Regions from separate parts of the Cricetulus griseus genome. Here region 1 is linked to region 2. Evidence: chromatin contacts called from public Hi-C data. All regions are on one chromosome and are shown on one strand. Each heading gives the region's core, a stretch centred on a gene start, on an enhancer-like site or on the middle of the called end of the contact. The rest is flanking DNA. Distances are from core to core; before and after follow the strand shown.

Region 1 (7,014 bases), core at 3,119-5,618, 50 kb before region 2:
CTCTCTTAGACAGATCCCTTGCTTTTGGTGTGTGTGTGCATACATGTGTGTGTGTGTGCATGAGTGTGCATGCATGTGTGTTTTGTGTGCACGTGCGTGCATGTGGTGTGTGTGTGTGTGTGTGTGTGTGTGTGTGTGTATAGCTGGTGTGTCCTCTGAAAGGCTGCCTTGTCCGCAGGTCCAGCCATGTACGTCTGCTACTTGGAAAACTGCAGCCTGATCTTAGCTTGGCCATCCCCAAGGTCAGAGCACAGTTCAACAGAATCACTCAGGCCCAAACTAGGCTAAGCTGCCAATGCAAGGACCCCCGGCCTCAAGGGCTCGCCGACCTTCCTTCTGTCCTGAGATGCAGCAGATGCTGCCGTGTGCAGACCTAGAAATGAATCACATCTTCCCATGAAGCCCTTGGGTCAGATATGAGTGGAAGCCGCAGAAACTTCCAGTAAGGGTTGTCCTAGTCCCAGCAGAACTGCTCTCAAGCTGAGTAATGCAGCTGCCCTGCAGTGGCCTCTGAGCTCTTGCGGCAGCATCCATCTCAATCGAGGAAGGCAACCTTTTATTAACAGAAGCCATAGTCAGCTGGGCGGTGGTGGCGCACGCCTTTAATCCAGGCACTCGGGAGGCCGAGGCAGGCAGATCTCTGTGAGTTCGAGGCCAACTGGTCTACAGAGTGAGTTCCAGGACAGCCTCCAAAGCTACCGAGAAACCCTGTCTAAGGGGGGTGGGGGGGAGGGGAGGGGGGGACCGGGGCGAGGAGAGAAGCCATAGTCTCCTCTGGCACTCCCTTTCTGGGGCATCCTATGGAATAATGCCTCTAGGCAGAATTTGACTGGTTCTGGAAGTCACTTCCCCGACAGGATCCAAGAAAGCTCTCCTGCCCTCTGTGGTGTACCAGGGTCACCTTTACGCCCACTGGGCATGCTCCACCAATGGAAGCCCAGTAGCAGGCTGCATGTTGCAAAGACTCATTCATGAGAATTCCCCTATGAGAATCTCGACAAAGCCAAAGCTGGAGGAGGGCAATCAGAGGGGAGCTGTGGGCAGGAGGTATCTGGGAAGACATGAGGGGAATTCTAAACCCATGGAATTCACCAGAAGTCAGGGCCCTATACCATCTCAGGGAGTCTGGAGGAAAAGAATGGAATCAGGGGGAACTCTGCCTCTCTGGACTTGCACCACCCGAGTCCCAGAGAATATTACAAAATAAGGCTCATCTCCTTCTCAGAAAACATGCTGTCACCAAAGCGGCAAAAGTTGAGAAAAAGCAGGAGTTGGGAAAAGGATTTGAAATTTCAGACCAAAAAAAATTTTTTAAGGACAGGAACTTTCTATGTAGTCCAGACTACCTTGGAACTTTGTTTGTATGTATGTATGTATGTATGTATGTATGTATACTATTTATTTTGTGTGCATGCGTATATGTGTATGTGCATGCTCACACATAAGCCACCGTGTACATGTGGAGATCAGAGAACAATGCCCATGAGTTAGTTCTCTCTTCCAACATGTGAGTCCTGGGAATGAAACTCAGGCTGTCAGGCTTGGTGGCAAGTGCCTTTACCGACTGAGCCATCTTGCCAGTCCTACCTGTAGCCTTCCAATCCTTCTTGCCTCAGCCTCCCTAGGGCTGGGATTCCAGGCATGTAGTACCCAGCTTTTTAAATAGGTTTTTTGGGGGATGGGGAGATGTTGTTTGGTTGTTTGGCTCTTGGGTTTTGGTTTTTGGGACAGGATCTCTCTACATAGCCCTGGCTAATGTAGACCAACTTGGCCTTGAATTTAGAGAACCATCTGCCTCTGCTTTCTGAGTGCTGGGATTGAAGTCGTGCAACACCATGCCCAGCTCTAAATAGCTTTTTGTTTGTTTTGTTTTTGTTTCCTTGCTAATGTTGGTTTAAATAGGAGTTCAAACCTCAACTGACAGGAAAGGTGACAGAAGTCTTGAGGGACCAAAATGGAGAATCTTCCTGGACAGGCGGCTCCTCCACAGATACCCCAAGTCCTGCCATGAAAAGCCCACAGATTTGAGATTTGATGTTCAGCCTACAGTCACTGGGAAATGCAAATCAGCATAAGAAGGATATAGCCCCATTCAAGACCACAAAACAGAGATTGATAAGATCAAGTGTCGGTTAGGATGTGGGAAGCTGCTACTGTCTTACACTGTTGTGGGAAAAAACATTGCCCAGCACACTGGACGGCGTGTCATTTAAAACCAGCGCACGTCTGCCCTGTCAACCACTGGTTTTCTCTTGTCTCTTCTCTAGGAAAGAGCCACTCTTACTCCCCAGACAGCAAATACACAAAAAACAATGATGGGGCCACTCAGTGGCACACACCTTCACTCCCAGCATTTGAAAGGTAGAGACTGGCAGATGTGTCAGTTCAAGGCCAGCCTGGTCTACACATCGCATTCCAGGCCAACCAGGATGACACACTGAGACCCTCTCCCATCAAAACAAAACAAAAAAGCAGTGGTGGGAACTTCACTGTCTGTACACCAGGTATGTGAATGGGTAGATGGTGTACTCCCCAAGACCTACTCGAGACTCTGTAAAAGCCAAATGAGGAGTCATGATTGGGTGTGGTGCCTGACTGTAACAAACCCAGCACTCTGGAGGTACCAGCACAAAGATTAGGTATTTGCAGACATCCTTGACTACATGAGAGTTCAAGACCAACCTGAGCTACACAGAGCCTATTCTCAAAACAAAAACAAAGACAAACGGCTTGCCTAGCACACCCAAAGCCCTGGGCCCAACCTCACACATGTGACTATATTACATCAAACATGGAATCTGAGTAAGCAGGAGGGGAGGGAGGAGGTCAGTTCAAGACCATCCTTGGCTACAGAGCAAGTTGGGGGCCAGTCTGAGCTACATGAGACCTTAAAAAACCCTCTATGTATTTTGATAAAAAGAGATTCAAATACAGATACGCATTTGTGCAAGCCTGCAAATGATATAGGAAGGCGCGAGCATGGTTACAGCTTGGGAGGAATTGGTATTAAGAAATCGGCTTTATATAAATAAAATACTTGCATAATTAAAAAAAGAAATCGGCTTTATCATAGCATTTATAGTTTGGGGGGTGTTGAGTACATTGTCTATTTTAATTTCAAAAGTGTTTTCAGGGGCCTGAGAGATGATGGTTCCATGAGCAAAGGTGCCGGCTGCCAAGCCTGATGACCTGAGTTCTATTCCCCAAGCCCACAAGGTCAAAGGAGAGAACCAGCTCTCAAAAGTTGCTCTCTGACCCCCACATGCACTTGAGAGTGTGTTCCGGCCTCTGACCAAGAAAGTTCCCACTTTGTATAATAAAGGAAGGAGACGGGCTTCACACACTGGCCAGGGCTCCCCCTTACACATCACACCCTTCCCTTCACCTCCAGGGTCCTGTCGCTCTTACCTCCCCAGATGAAGGGGTATGGGGCAGGGGGAGAGGGGTCCTCTGCTCACCTCTGCCCTCTCCAGGGCAGGTGTTATTACACTGCCCATTGGGGATGGAAGGGCCACCTCATGCCCGCAGCCTGCCCTGTCTCCACCCCTTTCCTCACACCTCATGCCCACACCGGCCTGGTACTGTTCCTTGCCTCCCCTCCCCCAGCTTCCAGGCAGCTATGGACCTTTTTTTCCCTATGCTGACCCAGGGTTTCACGTAGTAGGTTATACCTGACCCATCTGAGTGCCCCGTCCTTCCTACATCCTAATGCCCAGTGTGGTGTTGTCTTCTAGGAAGTGTCCAGTTTTCCTAACTCATTGCCCAGACTCATTTCTGGGGCGTCCAAACAACGGAGCCAGAGACACCACTGGCGTTCCTGGGGACAAGCGTCCACCATGTGCTCCAGGGCACCCAGCCCACACCCAGCTCCAGGGCTGGCCAGACCGTCTTCTCTTTCCCTCCTCTCTTTCCTGAGACCTTCCAGCACCACCAGCCGGATATCATCCTCCAGCCTAAATGGCCCACACAGGTTTCTTTTCATCTGTCCAGGACACCACCACCCCCACCACCCCCACCGGCCAACCCCGACCTGCTGTAAGGGGACACGAACAGCTTTCTCTTGCCCCGACTCAGCTCACGGAGAATGAATGAACTACTTACTCCCAGCCATGTACTACCTGCGGGTGTGAAGAGACGGGGCTCTGTGTTTGCCCTTCGGTGACCCACCCACCTGTGGGTGCTTGTCTATTGCAGTTGCCTCCCGCGCTGCCGCACTCCGGTTTGGGTGAGGGAATGAGGAGAGGAGTGGCCCTGTCCTCCCCTGCTGCAGACGCCGCCTGGGGGCTACTGCCCCCTCCTCCTTACCTTTGGGAAGGCTCGAAGCATCCCCAGGAGCAGCAATCCCAAGGCCGCGCGGAGGGCGCTCATCCTGTCTCCCGGAGTTTATAGCCGCAGCGCCTGGTCACCTGCCGGCACCCTGCCTCCCACGGTGAAATCACTTCTAATGTGGCTGCGCCTTCCTCGGGTTCAGACCTAATTCTTCCCTCCCCCCTTGCCACCTGTGATGCAGCGATCTGCTTCCCTGTGAAGCCTAAGAGAGAAGGGGCCACCGCGTGCAGAGATGACTCAGGGCTAGCCACAGCGCACACACTCAGGGGGCTCCCCTGAGGCACGCGCCCTGCACTTTGAATGGTCCGCCCCGGATTTGAGGAGGAACCGGGAAGGCAGCTCAACCCTAAAGGTGCAGGGCGCGGGAGTTTGAGAGGTATCCGGAGTCCTGAGGCCCCCAGCCCCATCCCTAGCCCAAGGAAGGGTGAGCCGGTTTCCTGCTCTTGACAGTACACTACAGAAACTGGCCTTCTTCTGCGTCACTGGGATTCTTTGGAAGGGACAGAATCAGAATATTTCAGAGAAAGTGAGCGTTTCTTCATCATGAAGATTTGCTGTAAAATAAATGAGTGCATGGGGGATGAATGGATGGGTAGAGAGCAAACAGACGGAGGGTGGGTGAGTGAACAGGAGGGTGAGGGAAGACGGACAGACAGGTGGAGGGTAGACGAGTGGATGGATGGATGAGGAAGTGGGTCAGTCGATGGATGAGGGGGCAAGAGAACGCACAGACGGATAAGGGGATGGATGGACAGATGGGTAGAGAGCCAATGGATGGTGCGATGGATGGGGACTGATGGATGAGAGGGTCACAGAAGGATGGGATGGATGCGTGGACAGATGAAGAGATGAGGAGATGGGTGGGTGGGTGAAGAGATGAGGCCAGGATGGGTGGGTGGGAGGGTGGAGGGATGTATGAGGAGATTAAGAAACGGACATTTGGACAAATGATAGGAGGGCTGATAAGGAGAGGGGATAATGGATACCTGGGATAATGGGGACATGGATGAATAAAGTGATAGATGATAGATAGATAGATAGATAGATAGATAGATAGATAGATAGATAGACAGACAGATAGATGTATGCATGGAGCAGGGTAGGCAGGTGGAAGAACTCTGTGAAGAACAGGGCACCTGTGTATCAATTCACAGCTATTCCCACCCCTATGCTGGCTTACCTGAAGAAGGTACCTGGCATCTTACCTACAATCAAGCCTCATTCGAACCCTTGTTCTACTCCCTTTCTGTGGAGCTGCTGTTCCCACCTGGGGCTCCCCCGAGCCCCAGGCTCTCCATTTCCTTCAGTTAATACCTTCAGCACATGGTCACTGGATGAGCACTGACCAGCGGGTATAGCCTGCTTTGGTCTGTTTTCCCTTTTTCTTCCTTCCTTTCTTTCTTTTTTGAGGTAAAATTTCTCTGTGAAACAGTCCTGGCTATCCTGGAACTCATTCTGTAGACCAGGCTGGCCTCAAACTCACAGAGATCCGCCTGCCTCTGCCTCCCCGAGTACTGGGATTAAAAGCGTGTATGAACATGCCCGGTTTGTTTTATTTTCAAATATAGAAACCAACACAGAAACAGGCAAGCTGTCTGTGTGTTCTAACAATGGGACCCAAGGACCTTTTGGCTTCCACACTTTGGTCTGGCCTTCAGTGTTAGGCCCCCATCTGGTAGAGGACCAGGGCACCAGCTGCCACTCCCAATGAGGACCTTCCAAAGTCCCTGCAAACCCTCTCTCCCATATTCAGGCCTTTCTGATGTCCTCATCTTACCTGAAAAATCCACCCATGCCTCCTGTGCATCTTTCATAGAGCTACTCCAGACCCTCCCCTCCTCTGATGATAAAAGTGTCTGCCTCAGGGATGGAGAAACAGCTCAACAGTTAAGGGCACTAGCTGCTCTTTCAGAGGACCCAGGTACAATTCCCAGCACTGACATGGCAGCTTACAACTGTCTGTAACTCCAGTTCCAGGGGATCTGACAACCTCACACCAATGCCCATAAATAAAATTAAATAAACTTAAAAAAAAGAAAGAAATAAAAGTGCCCAGCTCTAATAATCCCAGGGCCAGGGAGGGACAGAAGAAGCTGGAGCCCATTTCCCACAATGCAGCTGGTGTTTGCCCTGAGCAGAAAACAAAACTGTAGCATCCAAATAGCTTGTACCAGGTGAGAACCAAATAAAAATCACACATTGTGGAAGTCCAACCTTCCTAGTAACAAAAGGCAAGCAAATGAAAGCAGCCTTCATTGGTCTCCTGAGCCTGTTAAGTCACCGGTGGGTTTTTAATTCATAACAACAGTTAGGGGAAAGAAGAGAATGTCATTCCTCTGTGCTGGTCAGCTCATGTGCTCTCTCAGCATCGTGAAGGTTCTTAGCAAAAGCAAAAGGACAATTTTTTAAAATTATTTATTTATTATGTGTAGTGTTCTGTCTGTATGTCTGCCTTAAAGGCTGGAAGATCTCATTGTAGATGGTTGTGAGCCACCATGTGGTTGCTGGGAATTGAACTCAGGACCTCTGGAAGAGCAGTCGGTGCTCTTAACCTCTGAGCCATCATCTCTCCAGCTCCCCAACAATTTTTTTTAAAGTTTACAACTTATTGCTCCATAAATTTTACCAGCAAAACAATGAAAATCAATGGTGCCACTTGGAAATGAAAACAGAAAACTATAAATT
Region 2 (6,881 bases), core at 1,444-3,943:
CTGTGGCAAGGGGGGCATACTGGGGTTGGCAGGTGTCAGAGGTATGGGCCGCTGCACCTGATGAGAGAGATGACAAAGGAACGACAAGACTGTTACAAGACTGTCCTTCAAGCAACCCTCAATGACCCTCAAGACTACATGAGGCAGGACAGGGACTCAGCAGTTCTTCAATTCCCAACAGGCAGAAGAGGGAAAGTGACCTTTGTGCGCACCACAGTGGGGTATTTGCTTCCTAAGAGACCGGCTAGCCCAATGTGAGCACGTGACAGCCATGGGCTGGGGCTGTAAGCCCTGGCTTGTGCCAGCACAGGACCTGTACTAAAAGCAGTGATTCAAGCATGGATGTGAGTGTGTGTGTGTGTGTGTGTGTGTGTGTGTGTGTGTGTGTGCATCTCTCTGTGTATGTGTGTGCGCGCGCACATCTCTCTGTGTGTGTGTGGGTGTGGGGGGGTGTCTCCATGCATCCACACGCAGACACCAGAGCAGAGTGTTAGATGCCCTCCCTCACCGCTTCCTGCTGTAAGACTGGTCTCTCAATGAACTGGAGGCTCTGTCTCCTCCAGGCTGATAAGTTAACTCTGGAGGAGGAGTAAGTGCTTGCATCCACTGAACCTTCTCCTGAGTCCCTAATGCACTTTTTATTCTAAAATTTAAAGTCCTGATGTGTATTTTTAATATAGGCTTTATTTCATTTTGTATGTATGAATGTTTTGCTTGCATGTATGTTTGTGTACCTTATATGTGCCTGGTGTATGTGAAGGTCAAGAGGGCACTGGATGCCTTGGAACTAGAGTTAAAGACAGTTGTGAACCATCATATAGGTGCTAAGGAGATAATCTGGATCCTCTGGAAGAATAAGTACTCTAAACTGCTAAGCCATCTCTCCAGCTCCTAATGTATTTTTATTCTAAAATATTTTTAATTTTTTTCACTAAATCTTAAAGTGGTTGTGCCCTGCCCCATGCAGCATTAAGGATCAAATCCAAAGCCTCCTGAATACAAGGCGCACACCTTTCCACGGAGCCACACCCCAGCCTCCAAGTGGTCTGTGTTGAAGATCACACCCTTGGAAGCACTAGAAAACCCTCTGAATTTGTAATTAGGACAAGACCAGCTTGGCCACAATGCCAACCAGTGACAGAATAGCACACTGCCATGGCCGTCTGCCTTAGGGACCCCACTAGTAGGCTGATACATGTATCTGGTGGCAAGATGATCTCCCATGATGCCCTAGGGAAAGAAGCTTCTTGCCTGATCGCTGTAGCCCATCAAGGCCCGGCGGCAGTTCTTGGGGCCCAGGAACCTGTTCACCAGCATTGTCCACCCAAGGGAGAAGTGGAACTCGATGTCCTCCTGAAAGTCAGCACACAGCTTGTCACAGTTCAGGTCATAGCTGAGGGAGAAGCACTGGCGAGGGACCAGCATGTCCATCTGATTCCGCACAGACACAGGAAGAAGGGGCTTCAAGCCATCTGTCAAGGGAACAAGCGGGGAGAGAATGCATCAGCTCAGGCTCGCGCCACTCCAGTGCCCACCCTCAGGCACAGTCCATCCTAGCTGCTGGGGATGCTGCAGCTCTGTGCAGAAACAACGCCCAGGTGGTCAGCCAGTGGGACTGGCTGGCAGGTCACCTTCCCAAACCTGCCATCGGTCTTGCCAAAGTCTCAGCTTGTGTACTGTCCCACATGGCTACCCAAGTTCATACAGAATGAGCTCAGGACACCAGAACCCGAAGGTAATAAGTTCAATCACCACCAAAGGTAACAGGTAAGGGAAGGCCATCCTAGTTGATTTATTATTTTGATTGTGTGTGTGTGTGTGTGTGTGTGTGTGTGTGTGTGTGTGTGTGTGTGTGCGTGCGCTCATGGGTGCAGGTGCATATATGGAGGTCAGGGGCACAGGATCTCCTGGATGGATCTGAAGTTCAGGCCGCTGTGATCCTCCTGACATGGGCTCTGGCTCTGAGAACCAAACTCAGGTCCTCTGCCAGAGCTGTGCGCACTCTTCACACACTGAGCTCTCTCTCCAGCCCCATCTTACTTTAGATTAGCCTCATCTTGGATAGGGCAGCTCCACAGATCCCAAGGCCCCTTGTGGCACTAACCTATCATGTCCTGCTGCATAGTCTGCAGGGAACTGGTGATGGCTGTGGAGCAGCGGTCAGACATGTTCCGGCCCAGGCCTTCCTCTATATGGCGATGCAGCTCCTGCCTCCAGAAAAGAGAGAGTAAGAGAAGAGGCCCCACCATCAGGAGTCTCGGATGGCAATGCAGTTCCTGCCTCCAGAAAAGAGAGGGTAAGATAGGAGGCCCCACCATCAGGAGTCTTGGGGATTTAGGCAGACCGCCAGCTGACCAAGGAGGCAGAGGAAGCTTGGGTCTCATGTCCCTGATCCACTCAGGGACCCTCAGACAGACCAACTAAGGCTGAGTTGCTGTCTACAAGGTCTCTGCCTAAAGGCCTCTGCCAAGAGCACACAGTGCTTCACTCACATTCTTATAAACCTTGAGGACGACTGGGGATGGGTGGAAGTCCATCTGGTATTCATCAACCAGCACAGAGAGGCGTCTGATCTCTTCAGCCATGGCTGTGGACACCTGCAGCCAAGGGAGGGCCCTGTGAGCATCAGGACTGTGCTTTGCTTTGGCAGGAGAGGCTGCAGTGAATGAGCGGCTCGCCTGCCCCCACACCCAGGAGGCTGCAGTGAATGGCTCGCCTGTCCCCACACAAAGCGGCTCCTCTTGATTTGAAGCTTCAGAGGCGGAAGAAAACGGGCAACCAAAATGGCCCTGGAAGAAGGCCCAGGGGAAACTATATTCTTGAATCGGGGCCACAGAGAGCTTCCCAGAAAGCCGAGGAAGCCCTGGGAGGAGACGCTTTGCTTTCAGCATCTGCTGCCACTGAACTTGACTTTGACTCTTGAGCACGGATCTCCCCACAGAACCGTCTCTTCACTTCTCACCTGCCTTTCCACTTCCTCTGTAATTTGCTTAATTCTCAGTTTATAGTCTTGAGCCAAGAGCTCCAGCTGCTTGTCAATGAATCTCAGCCGGTCTTGCCGCTCTTCCCGCATCTCCAGACAGTAAACCCTGAAAGAAAAAAGTACTGCTCAGAAACCCATGCCCCCACATGACTAAGCAGAGGAGCCAAGGGAAGCTCACCTAGGCTACACCTATCCTGCCTGGACAGGGTGTCTGAAGAGAGGTGGCTAGAGAGGTTTAGAAACAGTTCTGCTAAATAATATGGGGGAGGGAGGTACTTCACAAGTTAGCAACATGACTTAGTGGGTCAAATGCTTGCTGTGCGAGCCTAACGCCTTGAATTCAGTCCCTAAGACCCAGATAAAGGCAGAAGGAGAGATCTGATTCCACAAGCTGTCCTCTGACTTCTACATGTGAGCTGTGCCACAACAGTGTGAAAAAAACATTTTCTTTTTTCAACACAGGGTTTCTTTGTGTAGCCCTGGCTGTCTGCTTTGTAGACCAGGCTGGCCTTGAACTCACAGAGATCCACCTGCACCTGCCTCTGCCTCCCATATAAACTATAAACTATAAACTTTAATTCCGAGTGATGGAATTAAAGGCTTAGCTGCTGCCACCACTGTCCAGTTCAGTGTGAAATTAAAAACAAAACAAAACAAAACAAAAAAACACAACAACAACAAAAGAATGTTCTGCTGGTCCAGTAATTGGGAAATGAAATTAAAGAAAGCAACTAGCAGATCACCTGGAGAAAATGCCTGTGTCTCAAGATGTGGTGAGAGCTACAGGAACAGGAGGTCTTCCAAGCAGGCACAGTAGACGGATGCTCTGCAGAGCTCCCATGACAAGCTGAGTAACAGTGGGTCGGACACCTGCTCAGTTCCCAGCACCCACGGCAAGCATCCCCACAAGAACAAAGGGGGAAACCAGGCTGAGTGTCAACACAGGCAATTCCATGCCTGAACATGTGTGGCACGTGCCCAGCAGCCACAGTCTCTTCATGTTTTCCTCCAGAAGCACTTTTTTGTTGTTTGTTTTTGATTGTTTTTTTTTGTTTGTTTGTTTGTTTGTTTTGAGACAGGGTTTTTCTGTATTGCTTTGGAGGTTGTCCTGGAACTCACTCTGTAAACCAGGCTGGCATCAAACTCACAGAGATCCACCTGCCTCTATCTCCCAAGTGCTGGGATTAAAGCGTGCGCCACCAACGCCTGGCGAGAAGCACTTTTAATTTTGGGTCATAGAACCACACAAACTCACCATCACCCATGAGGAGTGGGTGGGACCACAGAATCAAGGTTACTTAACTCCTTTTCTGTTCTGTTTTAACTCAGGGGCAATACTGTGAATTGTCTGTATAAGAGTCCCTGTGCTTTTTTACATTTTAAATTTCTCAAATATATTTTTTTTTAAAGACAGGATCTCATGTATCCTAAGCTGGCCTCAAACTTCCTATATACCCAAGAATGCTGAACTTCTGATCATCCTGCCTCCACCTCTAGAATGCTGGGATTAGAGGCTGTCACTCCTATAGCCAAGCCAGTGTACCTGCATGTGTGCACAAGTGTGTGCTGGGGGCTGAGCTTAGGGCTCCTACATGCTTGGTAAACACTGCTAATTGGGCACATCTCCAGCGCCCACCATGTTTTGAAAACTGCCACACACTTTTAGTCCCTGCATTCATGCGGCAGGGACAGGCAGATCTCTGAGTTCAAAGCCAGCTGGTCTACATTTCAAGCTCTGGGCTAGCTAAAGATGCATAGTTAAAACCCTGTCTCAACAACAACAACAAAAAGGTAGGTTTAGGCTGGATATGGTATGTTTGAGTGGGGCACTGAAGTTCAAGACTAACCTGGACTACATAGCAAGAATATGTTCAAACAAACAACAAAAACCCCACAAACAAAATAAAAAACCTCGGCTAGAGCTTCAGTAGTCAAATGCTTTTCTAACTGGTGCAAGCCCTCCACTCTGAACCCCGTACCACTGAAAATTAAGAACAAAGGTGTCAGACACCAAGTGGCCCTCCAGGCCAGGGTGTCTGTGTGGCTCTACTACACAGGCTTTGGTGTGAGCCCATGGACTCAGCTCAACATTAAGGATCTGATCATAAAGATATTAGCTGCCCAAAGCAAAATACAGAGAACCATAATTTCCTAGCATTCCCTGGGCTTTAGACTCAGAGCTCTCACCGCTGCTCCTGAGCCGCAATGTGCAGGGAATCCATGATGAGACGAACAGCCTCTGCAATCTGCTTGGCCCGGACTGTGTGCTGCTCAAATTTGGTCTTTACTGCAGACTGGGAAATGCATTCCTGGAACAGACAGAGCACCGAGTGGGAGCCAGCACCTCCAAGGGCTAGGCTGTCCATGGCTTTCATAGCCAGGGACAGGCTAGAGAGAGCCTGAAGGGCAGAATCACCACCTACCAGAATCCAAGACTTACCTCGAATCGCCTCTCAAAATTCTGAAACTCAAACATCCTCACTTGAAATCCTTCTGCAAGAGCGCCCCCTAGGAGGATGGCAGTGTTAAGTGAGGAAACAGCTGCACAGACAAAAACGGGGAAAGCTGCTCTCTAGGTTACTTTTCTTTTTCTTTTTTTAATTTATTTTATCTAACTTCATTTTATGTGCATTGGTGTGAAGGTGTCAGATCTCCTGGAACTGGAGTTACAGGCAGTTGTGAGCTGCCGTGTGGGTGCTGGGAATTGAACCTGAGTCCTCTGGAAGAGAAGAGCAGCTGGTGCTCTTAACCACTGAGCCCTCTCTAGGATACTCTTCTAACCCTGCAACCAAAACACCTAACAAAAAACAAGGGAGGGAGGCAGGCTTGCTCTGGCCCCCAGCCTAAGGGGACACAGTAGGTCATGGCAGGCAAGGAATAGCAGCAGGAACTCGAGTTTGCTTGCCCAGACCTCACTGGGCAAAGAAATGGAAGGAATGGTGTGCTCTGCTGCAGCTCCATTCAGGGTGAGTCATCCCACCTTAGGGAGTCCTCTCTGGAAATGCCTTCAAAGACATGCCCAGAGGCATCTCCTAGGTGATTCTAAGGAGCGAGGACCTCCTGCAGGCTCTGCTCACTACCTCCCTGCCAGACCACAGACCCAGACTCTACATTTTGAATACCCATAAAAAGGAGCCATCAGCTCTCATGGTTACCTCCTTCTGGCATGCCCTGGGCTTTCTGGACCCTGGCACTGAGCACCTCCTTGGCAGATACGAAGAAAATCCTGTCCCCAGCCTGAGCTCGATCCACCACGCCCAGCTCGTCCACCAGAAAAGCAGTGCAGCGTTCCATGTGCTGGCGCCGTACCTGGGCCCAGACAGACAGGTGTGCGTGAGCAGGGCAGAGGTGGGGAAACCCCATCCACAGGGCTCAACAGGCCAAAGGGATAAACGTTTACACAATGAAGGTCACCCACCACCTCTGCTCTAGAGCCACCAGTCTCCCTAGCTCCTGTCTGGGGCTCCTGAGACACAGAACAGACCCCAGTCTGCCTCAGGTCCAAGTTTGCCTACTATTGTTCTTTGGTGGAGCCACCACCAGTCTCCCTAGCTCCTCTCTAGGACTCCTGAGGCCCCAGTCTGCCTCAAGTCGAAGTCTGCCTAGTATTGTTCTTTGTGTTCCAGAAGGGAAGGAGCCTAAACCTGGCTCTACTTGGAAAGGCCACGCCTCCCAGGACCTTGGTTTAGAAAACAATAGGTACCCCTAGAGAGTCCCAGCCCCCAGGTAGGACTTAAAGAGTTAAGAGCCTCCACAGGCCCCATCCCCACTCCCCCACACCCACACCCACGCCCACCCACGCCCACCCGTCAAGTTGTGAGCAGATCCCACTCCCTCAGGTGTGGAGACAGGATTACAACCAAAGCTCCACTGTAGAGCCTCAGCAGCATTTGGACTC

Evidence for each region. A called contact is a pair of places that touch in the nucleus more often than the background predicts.
Region 1: a contact with region 2 is called in a Hi-C map of fibroblasts, with 3 times the contacts expected there. The contact joins the promoter of LOC100762705 here to the enhancer-like site in region 2. A contact is called at or near these places in 3 of 8 Hi-C or Micro-C datasets (the CHO-K1 cell line, fibroblasts and liver).

Annotation. Positions count from the first base shown.
Region 1 is chr2:8,626,945-8,633,958 of CriGri-PICRH-1.0, reverse strand. It overlaps LOC100762705 (tumor necrosis factor receptor superfamily member 8), which reads right to left and starts at 4,368. Exons shown (of 13, transcript XM_027398143.2): 1 at 4,306-4,368. The coding sequence starts at 4,368.
Region 2 is chr2:8,574,998-8,581,878 of CriGri-PICRH-1.0, reverse strand. Mfn2 (mitofusin-2) reads right to left here. Exons shown (of 20, transcript XM_027398171.2): 10 at 6,139-6,292; 11 at 5,424-5,491; 12 at 5,171-5,292; 13 at 2,963-3,089; 14 at 2,493-2,597; 15 at 2,105-2,207; 16 at 1,252-1,472; 17 at 1-57. Among named protein-coding and RNA genes, the nearest start is that of Miip, 15 kb to the left of the region's middle. Within about 2 kb of position 2,693, at least 1 of the 6 cell types and tissues checked has open chromatin away from gene starts, as enhancers often do.